Regions from separate parts of the Mus musculus genome. Here region 2 is linked to region 1. A link is a contact called in public HiChIP or PLAC-seq data. All regions are on one chromosome and are shown on one strand. The core of a region is the stretch at or near the end of the contact, and the rest is flanking DNA. Distances in the headings are between cores, read along the strand shown. Region 1 has its middle 23 kb from the start of Tlr2. Region 2 has its middle 50 kb from the start of 4930565D16Rik.

Region 1 (7,613 bases), core at 1,099-3,598:
ATAAAGCAAGCCAGCATCTGTGCCCCAGCCAGTGATGTCTGCTCACCCTGAAACACTCCTACCCACTCCCCAAGGTTGGTTTACCCCCGTTCACCCCCAATGAAGAAAGCTATCTCACTGACAACCATCTCCAGAGAAGGCTATTTGGACCAAGGTCCTGTCTAACCAACCCACCCATCCAGCTAAACATCTTTCCTTCTAGTCCACCTAGATATCCTGAGGGAGAAAGCAGATCTGAGCTGGCAGGGCCCAGAACCAAACAAACTCTCAAGGTTAGCCAGTGTTCTCTAGAAAGGCTTTATGATTTAAATTAGTTTCTTCTCTAGTTTGTGGTTCATCTAGTCGGTCTAGTCAGATTGTTGAAAAGTCTGGATAAAAATGATGGGGAGGGGGTACTTGTCCTGGGGAGAAAAGGGAATATTTATCATACAATCCTTTGTTCTGTTCGCCCTTTTCCTTCTATTTCCAGAAGTCAACAGCCTCTTCTTGGAATAGATACTAGAATTTGCTAAGTGTGGCAATTATCAACAATACCACAAACCAACCCTGAGCACTTCCTGGGTACCAAAGGGCTGAAGCCCTGCCTGGGCTTCATTTGGTAAAGTAGCCCCCCAGGACACCATATCTCTGACATAAAAAATAATATTCCAAGCTGAAGGGGTCAGCAACCCTATAGGTGGAACAACAATATGAACTAACCAGTACCCTCAGAGCTCGTGTCTCTAGCTGCATATGTAGCAGAAGATGGCCTAGTCGGCCATCACTGGGAAGAGAGGCCCCTTGGTATTGCAAACTTTATATGCCACAGTACAGGGGAATGCCAGGGCCAAGAAGCGGGAGTGGGTGGGTAGGGGAGCAGGGTAGAAGGAGGGTATAGGAAACTTTCGGGATAGCACTTAAAATGTATATAAAGAAAATATCTAATTAAAAAAAAGAAAAGAAAAAAATAATATTCCAAAGTGATTTGGAGAAGCGTCTGGCTACTTAAAGGGTGCTGAGACATAGTCTCTGAGCTACCTTGCTGGCTGTGAAATCTGAATCAAGTTATCCTGGCTGTAAAATGTTTGTAAATGTTTGTAAGGAAGTGTGTGCACAGGGCACAAATGGTGCCTGGTGTTCATAAGTGCTAGATACAAGTTGGACTGTTAAGAACAGCCAAACAATACATTTATGTTATAGAAAATAAAGTGGAAAAATGAAGCTGCCTGCCCATATGCATGCAGAAACACAAGGCAGGAGAGTAATAATAATAATAAATAATAGGATGGCAGAAATTACACAGTTATGGGTTGAATGAGCTAAGAAATAGAATTGTAGGTCCACTGCAGAGGAATATCTGGACTCACTAAATTACAGTGCTCCAAAGCTATGTTGGCAAAAGATAACAACTACAGGGAAAAAAAACTGTGAATGCATAAAGATAGCTAGATTAACTAACTGTGACTCACCTTTCCTAAAAAGCATTTGTTTCTAAGAAAATAAAGAATACAAACTGATTGCAGGAAAATTATCAGGGAACAATCTCTCTCCCCTCTCCCCTCTCTTTCCTCTCCCCTCTCTCCCCTCTTTTCCCTCTCTTCCCTTTCCCCTTTCCTCTCCCTCCCTTCTTCTCCACCCTCCACAGTTAATTTTCCACTGCTCCTTCGCTGAGGGCATCTATGGTGCAGACCAAACAGTGGGCCAGGATTCTCCCATCATTCAACTCTTGAGAAAACAGACTCCACTAACAGCTATTACTTGAGGGAAGAACTAAGGAGCCTATGGTTGCTCACGGAATTGTATCCTTGAAAGTACTGACTTGGCTGTGTCTGTTAGCTCACACACGGAATCCCAAACTTGGGAGATGACGACAGGGAGATCTGAAGTTTGGAGCCCCCCTAGGCTGCGTGAAACCCTGTCCCAAAACAAAACAAAACAAAACAAACAACAAAAAGGAATGTGATTATAATCAGACTCTCAGTCATTTACATTTTATATGAATCAGTTCAAGCTGTTTTATTCCACCAAGTGCATGGCCAGTTTCTCTGAGGAAAACCCAATGATGTTTCTGTTAAGGGAAGGCTCCAGGCCAGGACTGCCCAGGTCAACAGCAAATGACAACTTTCCTCTCAGATATGAGGAGCCCAGCCCTCGCGTAGGGAGAAGCAGGGGATTTCCACAGTTTTCCAAGGACAAGGACCAACTGGAGTCAGCTGAGAACGAGCTGGCTCTCCCTCAGAAACTTCATAACAAGTCTAGAGGCATCCAGAGTTATTCTAGGACTGGCTCCACCCCAGCCCCTGGGCTCCAGTGAGTGACTGAGCTGAAATTCCACTGTTGCATAAGTCCCTTTAGACAAGTTTCAGTTTTAGGAAATGAAAGTGGCAAGCTGTGACATCTATATTTCCTCTGATTGAGCCCTCCCCATGCCTGGCCTCACACCAGGCCCCTCCCCTCAGGCTGGTTCAGAAAGGTTTTGCTGCAGAGGAGTGCTAGGACAACCACTGGGTACCAGAGAGGTGCTGAGTGAGTGCTTGTCACAAGCAAGAGTTTGTGTACCCTCTTAGGAGCCTGCCTTAGCCAGCCAGTGGGGGTGACCAGAGGGAAGACAGGGTTCTCTCTGCCCTTGAGAAGCTCACAAAATAGAGAGGGAGATGAACTGAGTAATTCATACCGAAGGAACCAGTCCCGTGTGTGTGTGTGTGTGTGTGTGTGTGTGTGTGTGTGTGTGTGTGTGTGTCAGAGAGAGAGACCAGTTCTTTCAGGGCTTCCCTTTAGGCAGTGTCTCTGGACTTTGCTGATTCTGGTAGAAGGCACATAGCTGTGGTTATATTTAAGTGTCTTAGATGTTCTTTGAAGATACACCCTAAACAGTCTCCTGAATGTGTGGGTAAGCAAACACTCTCCACTATATTCTATTATTCCCAATATTGCAGCTGCTGAAACCTAAGTCTTGGACAAGAAGCCCACTTAAAACAAGAACACATCTCAACTCCCCTTGTGGTTAGCTGTTTCCATAGCTGCACAATAATAGGCCTGATTTGTGACAGCTTTAGTGACCATTGTTTGGACTGCCTGCTTAGCAGTGTTCATCTAGCAAGTGGCTTTGGTAGAGACTGTCTCCTACCAGGACAGAAGTAGATCGCATTGAAGTAGAAACTTAAGTGTTTTGTTGGGGCAAACATGTGAACCAGTGTTTTCCTAAAGTGGATACAGGTGAAAGGATGTTTTTGTTAAAGTAGACACCTGAAGGAATGTTTGACTGAAATAGGCAGGGATGAAAGAATAAGGCAGTCTCAGGAACATTTCACTGAAGTAGACACACGTGAAAGGATATTCTGTTAAAGAAAGCACATGAAAGGACACGTAATAAAAGACTCTTTGTGTGTGTGTGTGTGTGTGTGTGTGTGTGTGTGTGTGTGTGTGTGAACAATACAGGTATTGGCTCACCTTACACTATGTAGTTGAGCTCCATTTGGCAGGACTCCATAGAGAGAAGCGAACTGTAGGGCTGTGAAAGGCAGCCTGGTTTCTGGTCGAGCAGAGGCTGGAAACCCTAGTGGTCCTGAAGGACGGCAGGCATTTTGCCACGCTCCCTCCTGACATGAGGCCGCAGCTCTCCATAGATTTGTGGCCATCAGTCACTTATGGGCAACGCCCCAAGCCCCTACACGGGGAGAGGACCTGACCTGTGGTCACATAGCCTCAAGACAGATCTCCATTTTAATGAGGTACCTAAAGGCCTGAAGGGCTTAGCCAATTGAGCTCTCCTTCCCAGACACTCCTCCCTACAAAAGGTATTTAACCTCAGGCCCGCCCTGAGAAGTGGGGTATGGTTTTATTTATCTAATTTCCACCATGACAATAAATGCCTTAAAACTATGAACTGCCTCTTTTCTTCGGGATCCGCTGTAGGGGAGCCATGGCCAAGGCCTTCACCTATAAAGCCATTGTTGTCTATTCTCCCAGAGAAGGCCTCTCAGTGCTCCCAGCCACGGCCACACCAAGCCAAGCCCCACTCCCCCAAACAAGCCAAGGACTCTCTTCCCCAAGAGATCCAGCTAGAGCTTTCCCCACTTTCCCCTTCGACCCCAGGCCCCACTCCCATTTTCAGCTCTTCTGTGGCTCTCAGCAGCGCCTGGGTGCCCAAGAGCCTGAGAATCAGATGGCCCCAACCTCTGTGCAGGCCGGGACCCCGAGCCAGCTCCTGCCGTCCTCGGGACCTCAGAGTGAGCTCCCCCACCTCCGGAGCAGTGTCCCTAGGCTTCCCATAGCCGGACACCCACCCCAGCATGGGGTAACTTCCAACGTCTCGCCTCCCCAAGTGACCGAGCCCTGTGGCAGAGTAGATGCAGGATATTCATAACCCTACAGCATACCAAAAAACTGCTGGTGGTATGTTGTGACTTCTTGTCACTTCCGAGGACTCAGGCTGATTGGCAGAATGATGACAGTTGAGACAAATGTACAGTGTTGAAACAAGACCTGTGGGGACATGTGACATTTGGAGAGAGTTATAAAAGGTCTCAAAGGACAGTGAAGGAGGCTGAGCTTGGCTTGTTTGTATAGCTAAACACACTTGTTAGTCTCATGTCTTTGTTGATCTTTGCTTTGTTGAGAGAGGCACAGTGGAGAACACTTTCTGTCATTCCTGTTGGCCCTGGTCCCTCCTGTTGACTCATACCAAGGCTGAGGCCTGGCTGCCTGTGTTAGGGAGTGCACCGCTGCTGATTCATCTTTGCTATCCCGACTTTACAGAACTGGACTGCTGGTGTGTCCATAAAATATATTTGAGTGGATCAAACTGCTGCTGACCTATGACTTGAACTGCCGATTTCCAGACAACACAGATAGGTGTTGCTCCAAAGAACCATTCTAAACAGGTCCACTTTCCCCCCTATCCTTTCTTCTCCACTATCCCTATTGGGTGGTGGGATAAAAGAGAGGTTAAAAGGTTTTAAAAACATGATTAAAAATAAACCTTAAAAAATATTAAAGTGGTACATGCCATTAATCCCAGCACTTGGGAGGCAGAGGCAGGCGGATTTCTGAGTTCGAGGCCAGCCTGGTCTACAGAGTGAGTTCCAGGACAGCCAGGGCTATACAGAGAAACCCTGTCTCGAAAACCAAAAAAAAAAAAAAAAATTATTTTTTTTCCATTTTTATTAGGTATTTAGCTCATTTACATTTCCAATGCTATACCAAAAGTCCCCCATACCCATCCACCCCCACTCCCCTACCCACCCACTCCCCCTTTTTGGCCCTGGTGTTCCCCTGTACTGGGGCATATATAGTTTGCGTGTCCAATGGGCCTCTCTTTCCAGTGATGGCCGACTAGGCCATCTTTTGATACATATGCAGCTAGAGTCAAAAGCTCCAGGGTACTGGTTAGTTCATAATGTTGATCTACCTATAGGGTTGAAGATCCCTTTAGCTCCTTGGGTACTTTCTGTAGCTCCTCCATTGGGAGCCCTGTGATCCATTCACTAGTTGACTGTGAGCATCCACTTCTGTGTTTGCTAGGCCCCGGCATAGTCTCACAAGAGACAGCTACATCTGGATCCTTTTGATAAAATCTTGCTAGTGTATGCAATGGTGTCAGCGTTTGGATGCTGATTATGGGGTGGATCCCTGGATATGGCAGTCTCTACTGGATATGGTCCATCCTTTCATCTCAGCTCCAAACTTTGTCTCTGTAACTCCTTCCAAGGGTGTTATGTTCCCACTTCTAAGGAGGGGCATAGTGTCCACACTTCAGTCTTCATTTTTCTTGAGTTTCATGTGTTTAGGAAATTGTATCTTATATCTTGGGTATCCTAGGTTTTGGGCTAATATCCACTTATCAGTGAGTACATATTGTGTGAGTTCCTTTGTGAATGTGTTACCTCACTCAGGATGATGCCCTCTAGGTCCATCCATTTGGCTAGGAATTTCATAAATTCATTCTTTTTAATAGCTGAGTAGTACTCCATTGTGTAGATGTACCACATTTTCTGTATCCATTCTTCTGTTGAGGGGCATTTAAAGTTACACTTCATTCTTTGATTGGCAGTGAGGGTGTACCCCTGCCACACCTACTCCAGTAAAGACTACTCGGCAGGCCCAAAAGCTTGGACGCAGTCCCAAGGTGAATATGTTTCATGGAAACTTAGCCGCCTGGAACCTTGGCATTCCCATAGCACAAATGCTCCAAATTTATCCCTGCAATAGTGTGAAGGGTCTTGCATGCTTTCTTGCAGTATTTAACTAGATAGGAGCTAGAAATCTCAGGGCAAGCTTAGCAAAGTATATTTAGAATTCTCATTACAGACATGAATGGCAGCCTACATTACATAATAGTAGAAAGAAGGTGGGTTGTGGTTTAAAGAGGAACTAGAAAGGGTTAGTAGAACAGAACTCCCCTGATGCATGTTTTTCACTAGGCCCTGAGGAATAGCATACTTAGGTATTTACTAAGGGACCCCTGGTGGTGGGTTATACAATAGACTAGCATTGCATCAGACCTTTCACCTGGCTCCTGTGAATAACTGACTTTAGATAGGGCTGGCTGATCTTATCTCAGTTGTAAACTTTGCCTGGTTCCTGCCAGTCTTTTTGTACACATTTCTATGTTTTGTGTCAGATAACTTCATTGTACCTTGGCTGATGTGTCACCTAATTTCTTTGTTTTCTTCTGTAATATATAAGTCTGATGCTCGCTTTGAGAAATTACATTCAGATCAATACTCCCTTGAGTTCGAGTTTGTCATTTTTTTGCCAACTTCCTGCCCACCTGTACCGGGACCCTGATTCTCCCGTGGATTGAGGCCAGTCCGTGGCATACCCCGACATACCTGTCACACAATGAAAATAGCAAGTAAACACTGCATTAATGCCTTAGCCTGCTGAACACCATAGCTCAGCCTGGTTTACCTTAACTATGCTCAGAACCCAACGCCCATGTTAAAGTGTTCCATGTCCCATGTAATCTACAGAAAAAAACTGGAATGTTTATGTGGAGGCATTTCCACACCATCTAAAGCTGAAGGCTCATTAAGTCATTCGACACGTACCAGCTGTAGAAGAGTCCTATGGGCACTGTGACTGCTCACTCTCAAGCCGTGCCTACCTCCTGATTCTTTTCTTCTGACCTAATCCTCTGTGTGTGAAGATGTCACATGGCATTCCCGAATTGCTCTGAGAGAATGAATTCAGTGGACCCATACAAAATGATGATCCCTTGGCTTCTGCTACTGTAGGGGGTGGGATGATACTTGCCCAGGGTCACCTTCCCACAACCTCGACGCTGACACGTGGACTGGCAATGAGTGTGGAAGCTAAGTCTCCAATATGCCACTGGTATAGCTGCTTACCACGATTGCAGTCTCCTAAAAAAGCCCAAGGTCATTATCATACAGTCCTGGAGGTCAGACATCCAGAATCTGCCTCACTGGCTAATTTGAGATACAGCAGGGCCGCCCTGCGGGCTGGATATTGTAGACCTGAACCTGTGTTGCCACCTTCCCGACCATCAGAAGCCACCAGCATTCCTCAGCTCCTGCTTCATCCTCTGTCTTCAAAGCCAGCAGCATAATGCTTTCAACGCTTGCCCTTTGGCCTCCTGCTCCTACCTGGGCCTACTCAGATACACCAGA
Region 2 (6,582 bases), core at 2,110-4,609, 570 kb after region 1:
TATATACACACATGTATACACACACATGCATACAAATATATCAAGATATAGTTGGTTCTTTTTTTATGAGGGTCTCATGTAGCTAGGCTGGTCTCAAACTTACTATGTAGCCTAGGATGGCACTGAACCTCATATCCTTAGCCTCCACCTACCAAGTGTTGAGATTACAGGCATATACCTTCATGTATGCAATACTAAGCATCAGGCCCAGGGTGTCATGCATGCTAACAAGTCCCCGCTATATGTAGCTTCAGATGGCAGAGCACCTAAGACTCATGGGAGGGCCTGACAATTCAGAACAGGAAAATAAGGAGAGATGGCCATCAGTTTCTGTATTCCAGTGTCACTGAAACAGAGCACCACGGACGGGAGAGCAGAGACAAACAGAGACTTATTTTCTACAGTTCTGAAGGCTAGAAGGTCAAGCTTACTAGTTTGGCACCGGGCAAAGAACTTCTCAATGCTCCATTCCTAGGTTGAACGCAGAAGGGAGAATTGAGGGCTGGGGAAAGGAATGGAATCATCTTTTCACCAGAAACTTCCTCCAGGGGTCACCACCTCAGCCCCACAGAAGGTGCTAATCTTTTTCTGAGGGCACAGCCCAAGACCTGGTCTTTTTGAGGTCTGCCTCCAACTTGGCTGGGTCACACTGAGAACTGCTTTTCTAGAGTGCGAACTTTGCAGGACACATTTAAACCACGGCACATTGAGACTTCTGGAACCACGCATCTCCCATTTGCAGAAAATGGACCTCCAGCTTCCTGGAGGTCCACACTGGTCATGTCATATAGCTCCCACTAAGGAGGGACACGTTGAAAGTGGGACATTCCAAAGATAGTGATTGCTAATCTCCCTCTCAGAAACGGGATGCCGTAGAACTTGACCTTCCTTGGGCTCAAATTTGAAATGGTCACTCTTGGAAATGAACCAAACCCCAAAACCCACAGGAAGTTATACTGAGCCTTTAAAAGGAAGAGTGGGGTTCCATGTGGGGTGGCACCAGCTCAATATTCCAACACTCCTGAGCTGAGGCAGGAGGATTCCTAGTTTAAGGTTAGCCTGGGCTACATAACAAGGTCTTACCTCAGAAAACAAACAAGAAATTAAAAATAAGCAAGTCAGAGTTGGTCCGGAGGTCTAAGCATGGTGGGGTAGGGAAGAAGTGGGGGGTGGAGCTCAATGGTGGCGCTAGTGCCAAGCAAGAGTGCAGTTCTAGCCTGTAACTCTGAGAAACAAAGGCCATGCCAACTCAACTAAAGATTCTTTTCTTCTCACTTTCCCCATGAATGTATCGATGCATTACTGACACAGATATTTTTAGGGCTGCTTGGAGCACAGTTGTCACCAGCAACTGGGAGTCACTAGGTTTAGCACCTCAGGTCAAAATTCCTTAAGAATCTCTTTTAAGTACAATATGATCATTCTGTGATTCTATAAACCCAGGCAGAAGTTTCTTTAATGATGCTTAAATCTTATCGTTGTAAGTCTGAGAACTCTCTAGTCTTTTCCATAATTCCCCAAAAGCCTCTCTTTGTGATATCCGAAAGAGAAAAGGCAGGCATTGTGCCTGCTTCCCAGACTGTCACAGCTTCCACCAGCTCTTGGCTTCTCTGGCCCCCTGAATCTCCTCAGCCAGGGGACCAAGCGCCTGCCCAGGGACTTGTCAAGCTGTCTATGCTATGGCTTCTTCCACTGCAATTAAGTTTCTCAGGCTGGTCACAGTGCCTGTCACATGGCTTGCACACAATCATAGTGTGGCTTCTTATTGACCCTAGTATTAGCTAATCTTTATCAAAACCTTAAAGCAGGCCACTCCCTCAAGGTGCCTTTGTGGCTCACAGCCCAACTCCTTACAAAGTCACGGCCTGCACAGCTGAAGGCCTGGTATCACCAGAGTGTGATCCGAGAACTTGTTTGATTGGCTTGCCTTTGCTCACCGATGGCTTACTCACTTTCCCTCAGCCCACTGTGTTATGAATGAACATGAATCAGATAGGAGCCAAAGTTCCCCGGGGTGGCTTCCTTTTTCCCCTAAAGTGAAAGGGCATGGGGCACTATCACCTCCTCAGCTGGGCATCACTCCTGTGGGGCTCAGGAAGGGGAGGGTAACTGGGGTTGAGCCACATGGTCTTACACTTGTTGGAGTTTACAAAGGTCGCAGTGCCAGACCCCAGACATGGGGCCCTCTTCCTAAGCAGCATGTGACACTATAAATTATGAGAAGAAAGGAAAATACTATTAGTCACTGCACGTTCCAGGTGGAGACTCTCCACTCCTTCCTTCCATCTCTGGTTCTCAAGACCTAGATGGGTCCTTTTGGCCAAGCAAGATTTTCTTGGTGTGGCTGAACTTGGCTCCCCTTTGGGCTGGTCCTGAGAGCACTCAGCAAAACCAGATCTGCTCCTTGGATTGTGGTGGAGCCATGCCAAGGGCATTGCTTTGGTGGAGTTAGAATGTGGCAAGTGGCTTGGGAGCCTCGTCAGCCTGAGGGACTCTGGCTCCCTAGGACCCTCAAAGCTTTTGACGCCTGCTTTTCCAGGGCCTTCCAATCCCCTTGCTCCTAGTTCTCCATGCTCTGCCCCCCTGTGAAACACCCTGTGTTTCACTGCCTAAGCTACCAAGTCTACCTCCCACCCAGGGCTTCCGGCAAGACCGAGGGTAGAGGGGCATGCAGACACTTGGAGAGTTTGAGGTGTTGGTTTGATGTCTGGGCTCCTCCTTGTTTACCTCTTTCTCTAGGGTTCCTGTCATCAATGGATGAAGGGTTTTTTATCAAAGTCACTTGTTACTAGAAGCTCTAGCCATGGGAAAAAGTCTCCGGGTAGAAACAACCACAGAATATAGTGTTTGAAGTGTTCCCTTGCTTTCTCTCTATAGAAGAAGGCTCAATGTGACCTGGCCCAACATTCTTATTGCACAGGGAGGAAAGGGATGCCCAGGCAAAGAGATATTGTATATCATGCCCTATGATTAGTTCTTGGCTAGTGTCCTGGGTCACCCCTTTAAGGGCCTATTGAATCGCTGGACTCATTTAAGTCTCAAAGTACATGCATGAGTAATCTCCTTCCCGTACCCACACACCTACAGCAAGGCAAGAAAACGACTTGAGACTCTCTCTCCCATCCCCATCACACCTTTATGCCAGAGCAGTAGCTGACACACAGTGGACCCCAATATAGGTCAGCTATTGGCTGACAGATGGGATCCATTAAGTGCCCTTTCTTTGACTTTGCCAAACTTGAGACAATAGCCAAACCTCTGGACTCTGACCGAAATGGACCAAGTAGTGACAGAGTAGACAAACAAGGAGGGTGGCTGTGACTCATCTCTCCTGCCTTTGGCACACAGAGAGGTTACGTCATCTGCCTCTAGGAAGGAAGAACTGCTGAGTTACTCATTTGCCATAGAGCCCGGTAGGGCTTCAAGCTCTCCTTGACCATCCATGAGGCGCTGTTGAGAAATCTTACTGCGGCCGAGCCGGATGGGTGAACACCGTGCCAAATGGTCTTCACGTGTGAGCTGTGGGTTTGTGCAAAGAGCCAAAGACATACACATACCAGTGAACATAGATGGTGGTGCCCTCAGGGTTAGTTTGATTTGGAGGTGTGGTCTTCAGTGTACGTGACACGATTTTGTGCAGTGTAAACAGGTGCTAGCCTCCATTCGAAATACAAATTGAACATGCATATATATTTAACTAAAGTCTCCCTGAGCATTCATAATGGCTTTGCTGTCTCGCCTCCTTTTCTGGCTTCTTCCTTGTCCTCCTTCTTTCTTCCTGTTCCGATCGAGCTTCAGATAGACCCGGGATTCAACCGTCTGGCTTACTCAGTGTAAAATGGCCCAGATGCAGACACAGAAGACGGGCTGAGCTTCAGATATTAGACCTCTAAGGAATGAGGTCAAAGGTTTTGTCAGCCAAGGGACCACATAGCTTTCTGGTTCCATGGACACCAATTGCCCCTCTAACCAACAGCCTCCTTTTTAATAGCCCACTTTCCCAGGCCTGTACCCTCAGTGACCCAGGCCTGCAGTTTAGCATCTAAATGGCTGGGCCTTCCCCTGGCAGCACACCGTGCTCTAACAGGGAAAGAGGCAGCTCCAGGAAGCTGAGGGTGCTTCCCAGTTCCCCCTGAGGTGCTTCTGCTGTGATTCTTATCCCTCAGAGACTCCTCATTGAGGGCCTCTCTCCCTCCCTCTGCCCCTCCCTCCCAGGGAAGGGAGGAAGTGAGAGAAGAAGAGGGGGGAGGAGAAAGTGAGGCCCACAGAGGACCAAGGCGTCAGCTGCTTTGGAAAGAAACCAATAGAATTTATCTCTGCTTTATTTAACCCAGACTCCCAGTGCTCTTGGCATCTCTACTTGGGGTTCTGGGCTCTTGCCTCACAGGAACCAAACTGGTCTAAAAATGTCCCCATTCCTGTCCCCACAGGTGTCTGGCATACTGAGACTTCTTTCAGGAAGGCTCCCATGTGCTGGAGGAGGCCGCAGAAGGGTAAATGCCACAGTGATGAGGGAATAGTAGAGGCTGACTGGTGGAGCCATCCTTTCCTCCCTCCCTCCTCTCCCTTCCTCTCATCTTTTTTCCTTTTCTCCCTTTCTTCCTCCTCTCTCCCTCCCTCGCTTCCTCCTTTCCTCCCTTTTAAGTTTATGTAGCCCAGGCTGGCCTTGAAGCTGCTGTGCAACTTAAGAATGACCTGGAACTTCTGATCTTCCTACCCCCATAGCCTGAGTTCTGGGATTATAGGGACGCATCACCACATCTGGGGTCAAACACCACACGTGTGCATCCTTGGCCGTCACTCTACCAATAGAGTCTCATTCTCAGTCCTGAACAGAAGGAGTTCTCCTGCCAGGAAGCTGGCTAGAATCTGTGTTTCCTGGTCAGGTATGGTTTCAGGGATCACACAGACTAAAGGGCCTTTCCCTGAAGGAGCCTCAGGGCGTTCTGCTTCTGGATGCTGTGGGGGTGGGGAAGGCCAAGGATGTGGGGCCAGCAGGAGCCACCTGGTCATGAACCTGCTGGTCAGGGACAGAGGAGAGATTCAAACTAAACAAGCAAAACCAAGCTGACTGAAGGGGGAGGACCAGAGAGCTGCAGGCACTACAACTTCCACCACTCTCACCTGGGCCACAGAGCCTGAAAGGCCAGTTTGGTGAAGGGTGGAGAAGACAGAGATTGCAGCTGAGGAAGGTTGAAGCCAACAGGAAGATAATTGCTGGCGCGCCTGGCACATTTGCAGTGTCCAGATGGGTCTTCTCATGTCTCCTCTTTTCTGTCAGGCTGAACTCACAGTTTCAGCTTTTCCAGGACCTGTGTGCAGAGTTGCAGAGGGGCCCTGCGGCTGTTGAGCACACAGAGAGCTTGCCTGGGGCTGTGTCTAGCACGTGTGACTGCCTCTGTCCCGAGGGTATGGGGGAAGCCACCAGGCCTTCTCTGAGATGAAATGAGGTGAAGATGTGTCCTCTGTCCTCTCAGCAAGACCAGGCACCTGTCCAGGGACCACCTTTCAATTCTGAACAGCATTGCCCACAGTTGTTTTCTTGGACTGGAGACCCCCTACCTGGTCAGAAAGACACCTCTTTGACTCACAAGAGATGTTTCTCAGCAGTCCCTATCAGTCACCTCAGATGTGTCAATTCTCAGTATACCCCCAGGGGATGCATTTCTGCACCATGTGTGTGAAGAGCTGACTCTGGGATCCAGGAGCAGCCTGCCTCCCCTCTGATGGCCACAGACACTGCCCCCCACACATTCAAATCTGAACTCAGCCTCTAGAGCTTCCTGTGCACCCACCTCAGAAGTCTCAGGCTAGAGCATCACCTCACACTCCTCGTACTGAGGCAGAGCCCCAGCCCACCGCAGCTCAGCCCAGCTGTCTCTGCTCATCAGGACCCCAGAACATCCCCAAATGTGCTAACTTGTGGTCACTCTGCTGCTCCCATTCAGTGAGTCCCTGCCCCCACGATACAGCCCGTGTGATTCTTCTGACACTAGCATTCCTTCTTACCCTTTCCGGGTGCAGCATCACCTTCCTTCTCTCTACTCTGTAGGCTTCACAGTCCAGAAGCATCTGAGGCTGTGTTGCTCAGAGCACCTGTCACCTGTCACCTTCCTGACAGGCTCAGCCCTCACATAGCAGGCCCCTGTATGCAGGTGACTTGACCTTCTCTCTGCCCAAATTAGCACTGTTTGCTCTGTGTGTGTGTCTCTCTCTCTGTTTCTGTCTCTCTCTGTCTCTATGTCTCTGTCTCTCTCACTCTCTCCTTTTTTTGAGACAAGGTCTCTGTGTAGCCCTGGATATCCTGGAACTCACTCTGTAGACCTGCTTGGCCTTGAACTCACAGAGATCCACATGCCTCTGCCTCCTGAGTGCTGGGGTTAAAGTTGCATGGACCGAGCCTGGCTGGCTTTCGTCTTTTAGCCCTCCTTGCACCATGCTCTGCTGTCTTGCCCCTCACCTGCTGTTCAGGGATGCCTGCAAAGCTCCTGTAGTCTGCAGGCTCGTGCCAGGCTTGACCATGATGCTCAGTGCAAGAGAACGGAAAGATGGGAGGAGAGGAAGGATCTAGATTAGCTGCAG

The links. HiChIP or PLAC-seq counts read pairs in DNA pulled down with a chosen protein or histone mark.
Region 2: an HNF4G HiChIP or PLAC-seq map of pancreatic cancer cells shows a contact between it and region 1. The contact joins two enhancer-like sites. A contact is called at or near these places in 1 of 115 datasets of contacts at active chromatin or transcription factors (pancreatic cancer cells) and 1 of 9 other capture datasets (embryonic stem cells).

What each region holds. Positions count from the first base shown.
Region 1 is chr3:83,860,808-83,868,420 of GRCm38.p6, forward strand. No RefSeq gene overlaps it. Among named protein-coding and RNA genes, the nearest start is that of Tlr2, 23 kb to the left of the region's middle. Within about 2 kb of position 2,349, at least 223 of the 459 cell types and tissues checked have an H3K27ac peak or open chromatin away from gene starts, as enhancers often do. A contact at or near this core is called in pancreatic cancer cells, where this site is marked.
Region 2 is chr3:84,426,137-84,432,718 of GRCm38.p6, forward strand. No RefSeq gene overlaps it. Among named protein-coding and RNA genes, the nearest start is that of 4930565D16Rik, 50 kb to the left of the region's middle. Within about 2 kb of position 3,360, at least 96 of the 459 cell types and tissues checked have an H3K27ac peak or open chromatin away from gene starts, as enhancers often do. A contact at or near this core is called in pancreatic cancer cells, where this site is marked.